2 separate regions of the Rattus norvegicus genome follow, and region 2 is linked to region 1. Evidence: chromatin contacts called from public Hi-C data. All regions are on one chromosome and are shown on one strand. Each heading gives the region's core, a stretch centred on a gene start, on an enhancer-like site or on the middle of the called end of the contact. The rest is flanking DNA. Distances are from core to core; before and after follow the strand shown. Region 1 has its middle 11 kb from the start of Lsm3. Region 2 has its middle 66 kb from the start of Slc6a6.

Region 1 (7,333 bases), core at 3,257-5,756:
AAACCCTCCTGTAAGTTGCTTCTTGTCAAATACGTGGGCATAGCAGATGTCACACCTCCACTCCTGGGTTGGTCATTTCATGAAAGAGACAGGAATGGTGGATGCTTCTCACAAAGACAGAAAATAGCGAGCTATCTTTGCAGCGTGCTTTATTTGAAATCCAAGTAACTTGGCTAAAGTTAATCTATAATCATTAGCTACAAGTGACAGTTTTAAGTAGTAAATTTCAAAGATCTGCCCCAACATGAGGTGTCATCCATCTGAACAGACAAATGCTTCCTATGACCTTAAATTTACTCTCCAGTGGTGATACTCGTCGTTGCCTTCCCGTGAGCAGCTACCAGCGATAAGCAAAGCTCACCTGTGATGAGGGAGCTCACTGGAAACAAGGAAGCCACCCCGGCTTGCACAGGATTTCTGTTATTTAAGGAAAGGAAGCACAGTGGGTGTCCCTGTCACTTAGCTCTCCATTGAGCTCAGGGCAAGCGCTTCCCTATGGGAGATTCAGACATCTTATGCTCAACCATAGGCTGTTCATCCAGCTGTGCGAATGGAGGCTTCGATGAGCCAGGCCTGAGCAGAATGCTCCCCACCTCTGTCAGGCAGTCAAAACAAGGAGACACTGTCAGAGGCAAAGAAGGCCTGTTTTACAGATAAGTCAGTTGTAAGTTGCTGGAAACTAACTGGGCGTTTTATTAGCAGTGACAGATTCCTTGGACACCCCTTAGGCCATTGCTGTGGAATCTCACCAGAAGCTCTGGAGCCTCTCAAGAAATCAAGGAGGGCAAAGCTTAGGCTTGTTCAGTAACAGACTGGGCAGCATGGTGGCAGCAGGACCATGGGGGTTGGGGGACACCTGCAGAGTCCTGCTGTAGCACTGGGTGGGGTTCCTAAGCTGACGGTAGGTATTAGCCCTCTGCTTCTGGGAACTTATTGAACACAGTCCCATCAGACAAGTGACTGCATGTATTCACAACCCCAGGCTGAGGCCTGGCCAACAGCTTGTATTCCATCAGTGCTGAATAGGTAAAGATTAAATGACACCTGGCCTGCAGTGCTGTGTGATGAACTGCAGGCAGAAAGGACCAGGCAAGCTGTGCACATCATTCCCCAATACCGGGGTCCCCCTTACTCCCTTTCACCCCTCAGCCATCTCCCATCTCCTGCTACCATGTGCCTGAGACCACCAGCAGGCCAGGCATCAGTTTACATGGAAAACGCCAAGAATTGAGGACTACAGCGCCCAGTGTTTTCAACTCCTCAGGCCCGTTGCTCCATTCTCACAGAGCATGTCGATTCTTATTTTCTTGGCTGATGCCTAAGTTTCAGGGGTGTGGATACAGCATGCCCCACTGTGGTTTCTGATATTGATTACCCCTGAGGGATTCTTTTCTTGGTATTCCTCCCATCCACTTCCTATGCCATGGAGATCCAGGGTGAGATATTGACATCCCCCCACCCCCAGTTGTCTTTGTGGGTTGGGAAAGTTCCCACACTGCAGGGGTGCCAGATAACCAAGCTTCAAAGAACGGCTGGCCATGTGCCAGCTAAGCAGATGGAGTTACCCTAAGGTCAGCTGTAAGGACTGATGAGTATCTACATGAGCAGCCCAGGACAGCCCTGGGACTGTCCCCAGGATAGGAGCAACACAGAGAGGTCATGCACAGTGAGCCAAAGTCACTCCTTTAAGCTGCCTTAGTCTAGCTGCTCCCCACACTCTCCCTGGGTCGTTTTCAGGAGAACCTGGCTTTGAAATACTTTGATTCATTCAGTTAAAATGTAGTTTGCAAGGGCTGAGAAAATGGCACAGTGTTTGCCAAATATACATGAGGATCTAAGGTCAGATCCATGTGGAAAGGCTGATGTGGATTGCCAGAGCTTGCTGGCTAGCTAGTTTTGCTGAATCAGAAAGCCCCAGGTTCAGTGAGAGACTCTCTCAAAAAATAAGGTGGAAAATGATAAAACATAAACATCTGGCCTCTTCAAACACACACACACACACACACACACACACACACACACACACACACACACACGAACATATGTGAACACATACTTCACAACAGAGAGGAAGAAAGATGTTTACCATGTGCCAGATCTACAGGAGCCTGAAGCAAGTGCTGTGCAGGAAGGAAGGGGTAAGAAGATAAGGAGGGAGAAGATCGAGCATCCTCGGGGTCTGCCTCCCAGGACAGTAGTAGGGTCTGTGAAGATTTGGCAGAGCATTGAGAATCCACCACCACCGCTCCCGTCACTGTCACTTCCCTGGGCTGAAAGTCAGCAAAGAGACCAGTGCTAGAAAATTCTGAGTCAAGTTGGGCATTCAAATGAAATGAGGAAGCCTGGCGTCACTCAGTACTTTGATCTCACAGAACAATACAAAGACCTAAGGAGTGGAAGAGACCTGCCTAGGTCACAGCACACAACAAATGGACCTCTGAAATGGAATCAGGGCACCATGAGGCTCAGCCCGAGCAGCACTGTTCACACAGCCCAGCAGCACCTGAATATAGTATAGAGTCTGGGGGCTGTGGTCCCTTCAGATCACATGCCACCCACTGCACCTTCGGTTCCCCTTTGATAGGATTCTTCCTTCTGAGTGAGCAGCTGCTGTTTGGGCTAAATGGAACCTGATTTCCTATTCATGCTCACTGTGGAGTAAATGCCTCCTGGAGAAAGCAGAGGTGGGTAACAAACCTGCCCATCTTTGCTCTGTCACCAATCTGCTTTGTGGATTTCGGCAAGCTTCTCCTGTCCCTGGCTTGCACTTGCTCACCTAAGGGAAAATAGAGTACATCGAAGAGGATTCACCTAAGCTTGCATGTTTCTTTCTTTCTTTTTTTTCCTCCTCAATTAAATGTATTTTTAGCTAGTACATAAAAGCTAAACATTGGAGCTTGGCATTGTGGTGCATACCTGTAATCTCAGCACTCAAGATGCTGAGGCAGGAGGATTGCAAGTTCTAGGCCAGCCAGGGTCTATGAATCAAGATCCGGTCTCAATAGACAAGAACATAAAATATGCACACATAAGTAAATAGGTATAATGTGGTCCCAAAACGTGTTTGCACTGGGTGGAATCTTAATGAATATAAATGTTTATCTCCAAACATGTATTTAAAAATAATTAAATTTAGTTTATTTGTGGTGAAAACTTAAAATCTTTTCTTGTCGCTTGTGAAATACACAGCCATTAACTACAATCTACTGTGTAGCACCCCAGGTCTGTTGCTCTTGTTCAACTTTAAGTTTCCAGGATCAGCCAAGAGCATGTTTTGACACTAGAGGGCACTACACTCCTCCCTATTCCGTTTCAACTTGTCTAGGTTCACTGTCAACAATATTAGATGGCAGACTGTGCCATTTAATTTCTTAAATCCAAACTATGTGAAATTCCAACCGCAGTTCCAGAAGCACAGAACAGGCAACATCACATTCACCAGAGCCCCAGGAGATAGTTTTCAGGCAAAATATCCTTCTAACAGTGGCAGCTCCTATGATGCTGAGCTGGAACCAACCACCAAGCACACACAGTCTAGGCAAGATGGTTTCACCATCACTCTATCCTGGGTTTATCTGGGTGGTTGATCTGAGCTTTGGGGGTTGGGAGTGGAGCTCAAGGCCAGACTCTGCCACCTCACTGAGCAGATTGTTCCTGCTGTCGGCCTTAATGTCCTCATTTGTGCTGTCCTTCCAGCCCAAGAGCACCCTGTTATTGATTCAACAGGTTTAGAGAGATTGAAAGGAACTTGAGAGCCACCATTTGTGTGTTACAAGGTAAGGGTACAGATGAGGAGACAAGAAACCTTGCATTTACAATTAGCTGAACACTAGACTCAGTCACTTCGATCCAGTTTCTTCGTAAGATAGGAGCTAGCCAAGAGCTCTGCCTCTGACCTGCACCCCAGCCCTCACTGATGTCTTCTCTTTTTCCTTTACAGCTTTTTCAGGCTGAGAACTGCTAGAAACTAAGTTGGATCCAAGGCAGTTGTGCTTAGGGTTTAGGGATTGGCTGAGTGAGTGGGCATAGTTCTCCTTTGAAGGGTCCTCCATCCTTCCCTCTTCGGTTCATGCTTTTCTCATCTCAGTTGTCAGGTGTGAGAGAAACGAGCAGAACAGCCTCACGAACAAGGTCATCCAACAACATCACAAGACGATGACATCACCGTCAGCTCTGGCCCAGCAAAAAACCCAGAGCTCCAGTAACTGAGGGAAAGGGCAGGTCATCCTCACGGCAGGGTGACAGAGCTGGTGCCAGGCCTCTGCCAACTATCAGGGCCTAGGAGTGTTGCTGAAAGTTACCCAGGAGCAGTTCATACCTGCCTCCACCCAGCCAGCGTTCTCACAAGCTCCTAACAGTAGAGTCTCACCAACAGGGATCCCCACCCCCACTTTTCCTAGAAGAAAGGTTAGCAACTGCCAGAATCAAAATAGATGTGAACAGAATCGTGTGGCAACACTCATGTTTAATTCAAGCATACTCGGTTGCACGATGTCCTGTGGAGGGCAGAGCTGTTGGAACTGCCACTGCGGGAGGCATCAAGCCAGACAGCCTTGCTCTCTGGGCTGGTGTTTCTGCCATGCTGCACGTCAAACAATCGTGTCTTCAGAGCTCACATGCCCTGCTTTGTAGGCAAGCCACGGGTAGAACTGCATGTAAAGAGTCATTCTGTTAAAGTAAATGGTTGTCCCAAACTATTTCTTTCATGTGCTCTGGTGGCCTGTACCTGTGTTCTCACAAGTGAGTAACACACACACACACACACACACACACACACACACACACACACACACGATAAAATGTACCATCTTACCGATGTATAAGTAGAATTTGGTCACAGTAAGCATTCACACTGTTGTGAATGACTGAAGATGTCCCCTACCTGCCAAGTCCCTGTTCCAAACACAATACTTTATCACTCTGTGTAGACTTCTTTTTCAGAGGTTTCAAATCCATGGGCAGGACTCAAGATATGAGAGGAAAGCATAGAGTGTAAAAGGAACTTTATTTGCCTGTACTAAGTGTTGTCTCAGAGGCTCACTGCCTCAATCTGCTAGGGTAGGCCCAGTCCTGGAAGCTTCTAGTCTCCATACAGTCTAACCTAGAAATGTTTCAGCTTCTGAAACTTACTGCTGAATAAACTCACTCTTTCTATTTCTTTTTGAGCTCTGGCTGGCTGGTTCAACTCAACTGTTCTGACTCAAACTTCTCTAAGTTGACTGAATCTGGCTTCTTTCTTGGCCTCTGACTGAATTGCCCTGCTTGGCCTCTAGCAATTTGTTCTAATCTTCTGGCTCCTTCTCATTCTCTGGATCATCATGTCTTTACCTCTCTCTGTAAAACTGTATGGTAAAAGTACCTCCTTCCTACCCCCTCTCTCTATGCTCTCTTAAATAGCCTCTCTTTCCTGTCTGTTCTTGTGAGAGTTGGGCATAGCCTATTCTGTCTAATTCGTCACTTTGTCTGCCACTCAATTAGACATTACTTTCAAACATGGGTGCTTCATTCTACAAGCTAACTTTACCTTCATTGTTAAAAGTGTGTACTAAAGTTGAGCCACAGTACAACTAGAAACAGGTTTTGCCAGTGATTAAACCGATCTTGGGGCTCACGGTGTGACCCTGCAACAGTGGAACACCTTCATCCTTCATCACAGCCACAAGCCGCTAGGGAGAACTCAAGATCGGTATGTAAAACGAAGGCTGGCCTCGAAGTGACTGAAGTGAAGACACTCCAGACAGAAGGTCCAGCTCACAGCCTGCCCCCAGGCTCCCCAACCCACTGGAGCAGCATCCAGATTCATGGCCCATCTCATTCACTTCTTACCCAGCTGCCTACCTCACTCTCCTCTCCTGCAAACCAAATGCACCAGTGGCTTTGCTATTCCTCACAAAGGCCAGGCTCACTGCCTCCTAAATCCCTTTCCGCTGAACCCTACCTCCTCTTAGAATCATCTCCAGTTGTGCTGAGCAACAGCCCCACTTGCCAAGGTCATAAAATTCTTAATGATCACCAATAAGTCATAGTTTCTAGAGTCTTCTGGGTTGATATTTAAACACAAACAAACAAAAACAGTAAAACATCTCTAAGAAGTCTAGTATGTAGCCACTTTCAGAGCCAATGTCTGAATGAGTGTTTTTCAAAACGCACTCCCAGATCAGCAAGCAGCAGCAGTACCTGGAGATGTGTTTAAAATGCAGTGTGTTAGAAAGGCTCTTAGAACAACAGCAAAGCAAGTTCTTGTTCCCTAGTCTAAAGATACCAAATGAGCCACTTTGGGTATAGAGTCAAGAGAACACATTTAAAGAAGCCCTGAGGTGACATGCCCACCAGGTTCTGAGAAGCACTGGCTTCCATCCTTCATGTTCAGCCTGTCTTGGGGGTAAAGGGCATCAGAATTCCCGGAAGCTATCAGAGTTCAGATTCCTAGTACCATTCCAGCTAGCAAACAAGACCTGTTGGACCAACCGTCCTTGTTGACTCATACATGTTAGGAATTGAGATGTTTCTCAGCTCTGTCTTGAGGGACTCAGAAACTGTGAAACACTGGGAGCAGAGCCTGGCCTGCCTGGGTCTCACATCTTAATTAACTTTGCACACTAAGGCTCGTTAGAGAAAAGACTCAGCCCAGGGCTGAGGCAAAGAAAGAACGAGACAATCTTGAAACATCTTACTCTGTCAGAAAGCAGGGAAAAGCCTGCAGATGTAGCTCAGTCAGCAAAGGGCATGCTCCTGTTAGCACTAAGACTTAAATCTTGTCCCCTGTGCTCACTCTAAGCTGGGCATGGTGGTGTGCGTGTGTACCTAGTGATGGGTTAAACAGAGACAGGTGGATGCCTAGGGCTCACTGGTGAGCCAGCACAACCAACTTGGGGAGTTCCTGGCCTGTGAGGGAATGTCTCAAAAATGGGTGGGCAGGCTGTGCCTGAGGATATCAATTGAAGTTGTCCTCTGGCCTCTCCATACCCACTCACATGCATATCTGCACACATGCACACACATGTATACATACATACATACATACACATAAAGCAAGGAAACACTTCAAAAATGAGTGTGATGTCAGAGACACAGAAGCCAGTTAAAATCTTTATTTTATTTTTAGTTATGTGTGTATTGTGTATGTATGTGTATGTATGGCGCCCACAGAGGCAGAAGAGGACATCAGGGACCCTGGAACTAGACTTACAGGTGTTTATGAGCTGCCTATAGATACTGGGAATTAAACTCTGGTCCTCCAGAAAAGTAGCCAGGGCTCCTAACTGCTGAGTCACCTCCCCAGCCCCAGAAACCAGTTTCAAGAGTCCTCATTGGTCTGATTCGAGATGAATCT
Region 2 (6,846 bases), core at 4,211-6,710, 98 kb after region 1:
AAAGGCCAGGGAGAAGCTATTGTTTCAGAGCTTAACTGGGGGCCTCTTCTGTTGGCAGCCTCCTCCCTGTGTCTCAAATGGAGCCAAGGCCTTAATCCACACACTGATAAACAAGGTAAAACCAGAACCAACCCTGAAACACTCCCTTCCATCCAGGCATTCCCCTGCTTCAGCACCATCATCCACCACTCCCCGGTGCCCACCCTGCCTCTGCCTGCAGCTCCAGACTAAGCACATTCTGATGGTCTCTCCAGGGTGCTGTCAGAGACTTCCCAAAATGCTGATTTACCCAACACAAGCTGGAATATACCAAGCCAGCAAGGTGCTGGATGCTGTGTAAAAGGAGAGAGAGAGTGCAACAACACAGCATAAAATGGGGATATGGGCAGCTGAACAGGCTTGCCCAGGGCCACACAGCCAGAGCATATACGAGGCTGGCACCCTGCTGAGCACCAGTATGGGCAGTGCTAGTCTTGGAAGAGGACAAAGAAGGGACACAAGTGAGATGTAATGAGGTGTGGCCCCTCCTCATAGAGCTTCATAAGACAGTTAACCAAAGCACAATCCAAGTTCTCCATGGGGAAAGTAATGAATGTATTGGGCTTTCTTATAGAACATGGGTGAGGGGCTACTTACAAGGATGTGGGAGACCCCAAAGTAGTCACACTGAAAAATCTCACCCAGCATGGATGACTTCTTTATAGCTGTGTAGATGGAGTCTACTCCAGCTAACATCCCACAGCCTTCCTGCTTCAGCACCTCTGGGTACCCAGGAGCCACAGTCAGGGGAGCACTACCCACAAATAGCTGTGGGGGGCAGCTGGAATCTAATGTGAAGCTTGATGACCCACAAACCCCTTCTCTGAGGGAACATCGACAGTCCACAGATCCCATCATAATGGAGTCCTGCACTCGGATGCCGCTGGTCAGATGAAGACTGCGGCCATTCTGCCCATGCTCTATAACAGGGACGTGATGCATGGGAAGAGCATTGCAGGCCGTGTACTTCTGTCTCTGGGCCTCAGTTTCCCCCTGGGTCATGCACATGGGGATTGGGTGTACACTAGAGAGGGAGTGCTTGGTGGTTCTCAGAGATTGCTCCAGACAGAAGTGGAGTGTGAGCAAAGGGTGCCTCTGAATTTGTGCACAGCTGGTCTTTCCACTTCACACCCCACACGGCCTTTACACAGGCTGCCGGCTGTGATCCCTCCTGCTTCAGATTCGGGATCACTGAGCTGAGGATCAGGAGCACTGGGCAAGCTCTTCCTGTACAGCCGGCTGCCGGGGCAGCAGCCAGGCGGTTGCACAGGGCACTGAGTCTCCATTGCTGCCGCCTCGCCGGTTCCAGCTGTGTCCCGCGCTTCATTCTGGCATTGATATTCACTGTGACAGTTTCTGGGCACGACTAGAATCTCAGCATGTAGGAAGGTAAGGCAGGAAAATCTCTGCAAGCCCAAAGATAGCCCCGGGACCCTGTTCAAAATGAAAACAAACAAGTACAAAACCAAACACCTACATTTGAGTCCCTAAGAACCCCCAAACCCAACCCTGAGTCTCGGTCACATCCTTCTTTCAAAGGGCATCCAGTGCCACATTACTTTACAAATAAAAGGGTTTCCTATCGGCAGTATCAAACCTTAAATTGGGTGCTGACTAAGCTGAAAAGCAGGGAGACGTCTCAGGAATGGAGCATGGCTCCAGAGGGAGGTCAGTAGCTGCCAGCCCACACAGGATTGGTCTGGAAAGGGCACTGTCCTGCAAGCTGATGACCCCACAGAAACCTTGAGGTAAAGGTCATTGGACTAAAGCTGAGGGGGAATGCTACAACAGGATCTGGATCTTGGACCTCATCTCTTCAGCTGTTCCCCGAAGAGTCTGGGAAGGACCAAGCTATCTGCCGGAAAACAAAAACAAGCCACTTGTGGGTGTTTCAGAGAGACAAAGCCCTGTGTTAACCTTGCTCCCGGTTCTGCTGGCTGAGGGACTACATTTCCCAGGCTCCTCTGCAGTGGGGCAAGGCTACGTGATTTAGTCGGACCTATAGAATTTGAGCAGAAGTGATGAAAGGCACTCCCTGACCAGGCCATTAAAAGCCTGCCCTACAGTGCACAAATTTATTTCAGTGCCCCAGGGCCTCAGGGTTGAGCTGGGAGGAGCCAGGGTTGCTGGCTGACTGTGTGAAATAGTGGCGGCCAACTCCATTCATTGATCTGTATTAAGCCCTGCGATCTGGGGTTTCAGTATATCAGTCAACCTGCCAGACTGACACAAGTGGATGAATCTGAGAAAGGGGTCCTAGGATGATGGCAGCCCAGGTGCAGATGAGGGGAAGGGGTTATTGAGAGCATTGCCCACGTTTCTGACTGGCAGGGGCGACTTTACTGACAGGCGGAACACCGTGGGATCTTGAGCTTGAGTTGGATGTTTGTGACACTGGAGAAGGACGCCCAGAGGCCCTTAGCTAGGCTTGGGCAATCTCTGTCAGCCCTGTAGCATTTCTGGGAACCAGCAGTTGCAGTGGTGAGGGCCACCTGTCTCTGTAGGGAGAAAACACAAAGACCAACTGTCTGTGGTGCTACCACCCTGGCCTTCCCCAACTCTGCTACAGAGGCCTGAGATGATTGGCCTGAGAAATGGAGGAAACAGGCCAGTGGGATTCTGGGATTTTGATGTTGTTTCTGTTTTTGTTTATCTCTTTTTCCAACATTTCCTGAGATGACAATAACATTAAATAACTATCATAATGGAAATAGCCTGCTGTGCACTTGGTCATCAAAAGACTCCTGCCATGTGGATTTAGACCTGGTGAACAGTCACTCTGTGGGCAAGCCCAGTCGGTTGGCTCAGTGGAACCATGTACACAGCATCTAGAAGATAACATGGAGCTGAGCTGCCTGTGGTTTTGCTTCCCTTGTTTTGTTTCATCAACGCACGTGGTTTTAAAATGAACAAAAATAAAAGGGCCGAGGCCCACTGCATGGCTCAGATGGTAAAGGGGCTTGCCACTAAACCTTACGACCTGAGTTTGAGCCCCACGGTCCACACTGGAAGGAGAGAACTGACTCCTGAAAGTTGTTGTCTGCCCTTTATGCATGCACCATGGCTTTGTATAACATTTAAAATAAAACTAGTCCAGCCTTAATAGGAGAGGAGTTAGATGCCTAGGTTTACTGCAACTTGATATGCCAAAAATGGTTGATATCCAGGGAAGCCGCACCTTTTTGGAAGAGAAATGAAGGAGTGGATGGGGGACAAATTGGAGGAGGAGGGACTTGGAGCAGAGGAGGGAGAGGAAACTGCAGTCTGGACATAAAGCAAATAAATAAACAAGCAAAACAATAAAACCCTATTGATTGTTCAATTTCTCCTGTTCCAGAGACAGTTCCAAACACATGCAATGTGACTTCACACAATCTTGATGTGACTATACTAAGTGCTTTGTTTTCATGACTAAAAGAGAAAAGAAGAGGAGGAGAAGAGGAGGAGGAGGAGGAAGAAGAAGAAGAGGAGGAGGAAAGAGAAGAGGAAGAAGAGGAAGAAGGAGAAGAGGAGGAAGAGGAAGAGGAAGAAGAGGAGAAGGAGGAGGAAGAGGAGAAGGAGGAGGAGGAAAGAGAAGAGGAAGAAGAGGAAGAAGGAGAAGAGGAGGAAGAGGAAGAGGAAGAAGAGGAGAAGGAGGAGGAAGAGGAGAAGGAGGAGGAGGAGGAGAGATGGCTCAGTGATTAAGAATGCTTGCTGCTCCTGCAGAGGATCTGAGTTCACATGGTGAGTCGTGACCAACCACAATTCCAGTTCCAGGGGATCCATTGCCCTCTTCTGACTTCCCAGGGTACCAGGCACACATGGTGGGGCATGTGTGTATGCAAAACATTCATACACAAAATAAAATAAATAAAACTTGGAAAAAACATATTAAAAACAAAGAGAAACACAGTTGGCCTAGGCCTTCCTCTCTTTTGTCCTCCCTTGAATGTAGATACAATGGCTGGAGCCAGGCAGCCATCTTAGAGCCTTGTGAGAAAGGAAGAAATCACGAAACCTATCCTGTGACATTATTGCGTGGCAAAGCAGTGATGGCAGTCACGTTTTTTTCACCTCTTACCATATGAGAGAAGTGTGAGTTCACTTACTAAGCCATCGGTGGTCAGATTCACTGGGACTTACAAGTGAACACTACTTTCTCTCTCTCTCTGAGGAAGGTTCTCCTTGCATAGCCCAGGCTGGCCTGGAACTCACCCTCCCCTTGGCCTCAGCCTCTCAATCATAAGAATCCCAGATATGATGCAAGCAACCTTAGTGGAGGTCATTGCTGTTCTTGTTGCATTTTCTAACATGGAGACATTTTCACCTTTGGCCTGAGTTTCCCATTTTTGGTCTCAGAACTCAGCCTCCAAGTCCCAGGTTAAAAAAAAAAAAATTCGGTGTTGGGACCAGCAAGCCTAATTTAGATTATGCAGATTCCTGTGGCCAGGAAGAGAGGGCTGCAATTGGCCAGTTAGTTCAGCAGAAGGGATGGCTGTGCCCATTTGGACTTGTTTGTAAGTAGCCCCTGGGCAGCCGGGCCAACAACATCTCTGATAACCGGGGCGGGACGCCAACAGGGTTCCATCCCTTGCCAAGGTTTGCCAGGGCCTAAGGGCAGCTGTGCTGGTTCTCTACATAGCCAGGAGACTCAGTTTACAGGAGTGGGTCAAACCTGGGCTCTGCCTCTTATTGGCGGGTGACTGTCTTTCCACCCAGCTGTCTTTTCTTCTGCCAAACAGGGACCTGGCAGGTCTGAGCCCTTCCTGACTTCAGGGAGCTTTAGAGCCAAGGGGCAGATTCCATTCCTAAACCACCCCTTCCAGCCCTGTGGCCTCAGGCAGCCACTTCTAATGTCTATCTCCGTCTCCATGATCCCAAGAGATATCAACCACCCAGGTTGCCTGGAGAGGAGGACACTTGAGACGACCCTGGACCACATGGAAGTGCTCAATAAATCCTAAAAATAAAAATGCAGTGGCCTACGGGAATGTGTGACAAATCTCAGGCAGGGCTTCCGGAGCCTGGGGACAGAGGCAGATACCAGGCATGTGGAGACAACGCCCCCATCCCCCAATGGAGAGCATCCAGTGGGACAGTAGAGGGTCTCTGGGAACATGGATTCCAAGTCTGCCAGCTCATGAGATAGCCTGGCAGTGTTGGGCAGTGGTGAGGGACACTCCTCAGGAGTGTCCATCACAGAGCTGGCAGCCTGCAGGACCACACCCACGTAGGAGAGAGAGCACCAGGCCAGCACTTGGACCCTGTCACTGACAGCTGCTCCTCTCAATGAAATGACCTTCTCTTTGTCCCCTAGGGAGCTGGACAGGGCAGGATGGCTTGTTCCATCTTGGCACCCAAGCCACCTGCCCTTGCCACTTCTCAGGCTACAAACCAGGGGCTGCATTGCCACATCAGACCATTCTCTGGGTAGAGACGCTGGAGAGGGGCCCATGCTTACAGATGACTCAGGACAGGCTGCAGGACCTGTGGGACTCACTCTCTTAGTAAGGGAACCGTTTGGCCAGAGGCCCTACAGCCAACTGCTCACGTGGGTACCCCAATTTTCTTCCCATCACCACCTCAGCAAGTTCTAATAATATCTCTACAAAAGAGAACATGAAGGATCAGAGAGGTGGTCTAGCTTGCCAGCATCACACAGCAGAAGGAGTCAGATAGGATTCCAGCACAAATCTGTCCAATCCTCAAATGTGACCTCTTACTTCTAAGTAACTTAGTCTCCAAGATTAAGCAAAATGTCAAAATGGCATCACCATAGCCAGGGAAACCACTCTACTGGACATCAAAGAACGTCCCCTCTTTTCCCATACTACCTTTGGCCTAGCCTGGAGGTCACACATTCCTCCCTCTTACAAACTGGGTTCTCCCACTTTCCTCTTTAAGCCTTTAGCAGGCACCTCCTGCTCCGGGAAGACCCCCTGCTCACCCCAAATTGGAACTCCACCTGTCATCTCCCACACAGCCTTTCTCTCAACCTAGGTTGTCTAAACCAGAGGGGTCTAAACTACAGAGGATGAGGCTGCTACAGGTAGTTGGTCCTCTGTGTTCCAAGGAACCCGATATCTGACGCATAGGAGATGCTCAGTAAACATCTGTGGAGTGACTGACCAAAAATCATTCCAGCAGGAGACTGCTTCTCTGGGCAGTGGGCAACAGAATAGGACAGGCCCACAAGCCCCAGCGGTTCAGGACTGCCTCTCCAGACCTTGCCTGCTACCCAGGGTCTTCAGAGCCCCATAACCTACATCATTCTTTCCTGTCAGCTCACCATAATTCATGCCCTGCCCCTGGCATGCCTGGGCTACCCAGAGGCCACAGGTCCTGGTGCTAAGTTTAGTGACTTCTGAATGTCACTGTGAAATTCCAGACAGAGTCGAGGGGTTAGCGGCACATTCCTGGGGGCTTTCTCGGGCCCTCCACCCGTGAGTGTGATGGGGCCCAAGAGACCTTCCAATAAACAGACTGGAAGGGCAGGGTCCCCCTTCAGGACCTCAGACCACTAGCCATAGAAGCTAAGACAGAGGTGTCCTACAGGGTCTGAGGGTTGCAGGGGAGGGGAGGGAGGCCATGCTTTTATAGCACAGTGCAAAGCCTCTTTGGAGAAGTCTGAGGCAATCTGTCCCCACCCCTAAGTAAATCCACGCACATGGCCCATGATTCACAGCCAGAATCAAACGTTCCTGTGTGGTATGGAGGTCCACTCCAAGACTGTCTAGAGATGGGAGGATCCCAGCTCTACCAGGGACCCAAAACTAACCCACCGTCCCCTACTTTATATACAGCACAAGCCCTGGATCTCTCTCTGCT

Evidence for each region. A called contact is a pair of places that touch in the nucleus more often than the background predicts.
Region 2: a Hi-C map of psoas muscle shows a contact between it and region 1, with 3 times the contacts expected there. The contact joins two enhancer-like sites. A contact is called at or near these places in 2 of 12 Hi-C or Micro-C datasets (liver and psoas muscle).

The regions. Positions count from the first base shown.
Region 1 is chr4:125,585,860-125,593,192 of GRCr8, forward strand. No RefSeq gene overlaps it. Among named protein-coding and RNA genes, the nearest start is that of Lsm3, 11 kb to the left of the region's middle. Within about 2 kb of position 4,507, at least 5 of the 93 cell types and tissues checked have an H3K27ac peak or open chromatin away from gene starts, as enhancers often do.
Region 2 is chr4:125,682,846-125,689,691 of GRCr8, forward strand. No RefSeq gene overlaps it. Among named protein-coding and RNA genes, the nearest start is that of Slc6a6, 66 kb to the right of the region's middle. Within about 2 kb of position 5,461, at least 11 of the 93 cell types and tissues checked have an H3K27ac peak or open chromatin away from gene starts, as enhancers often do.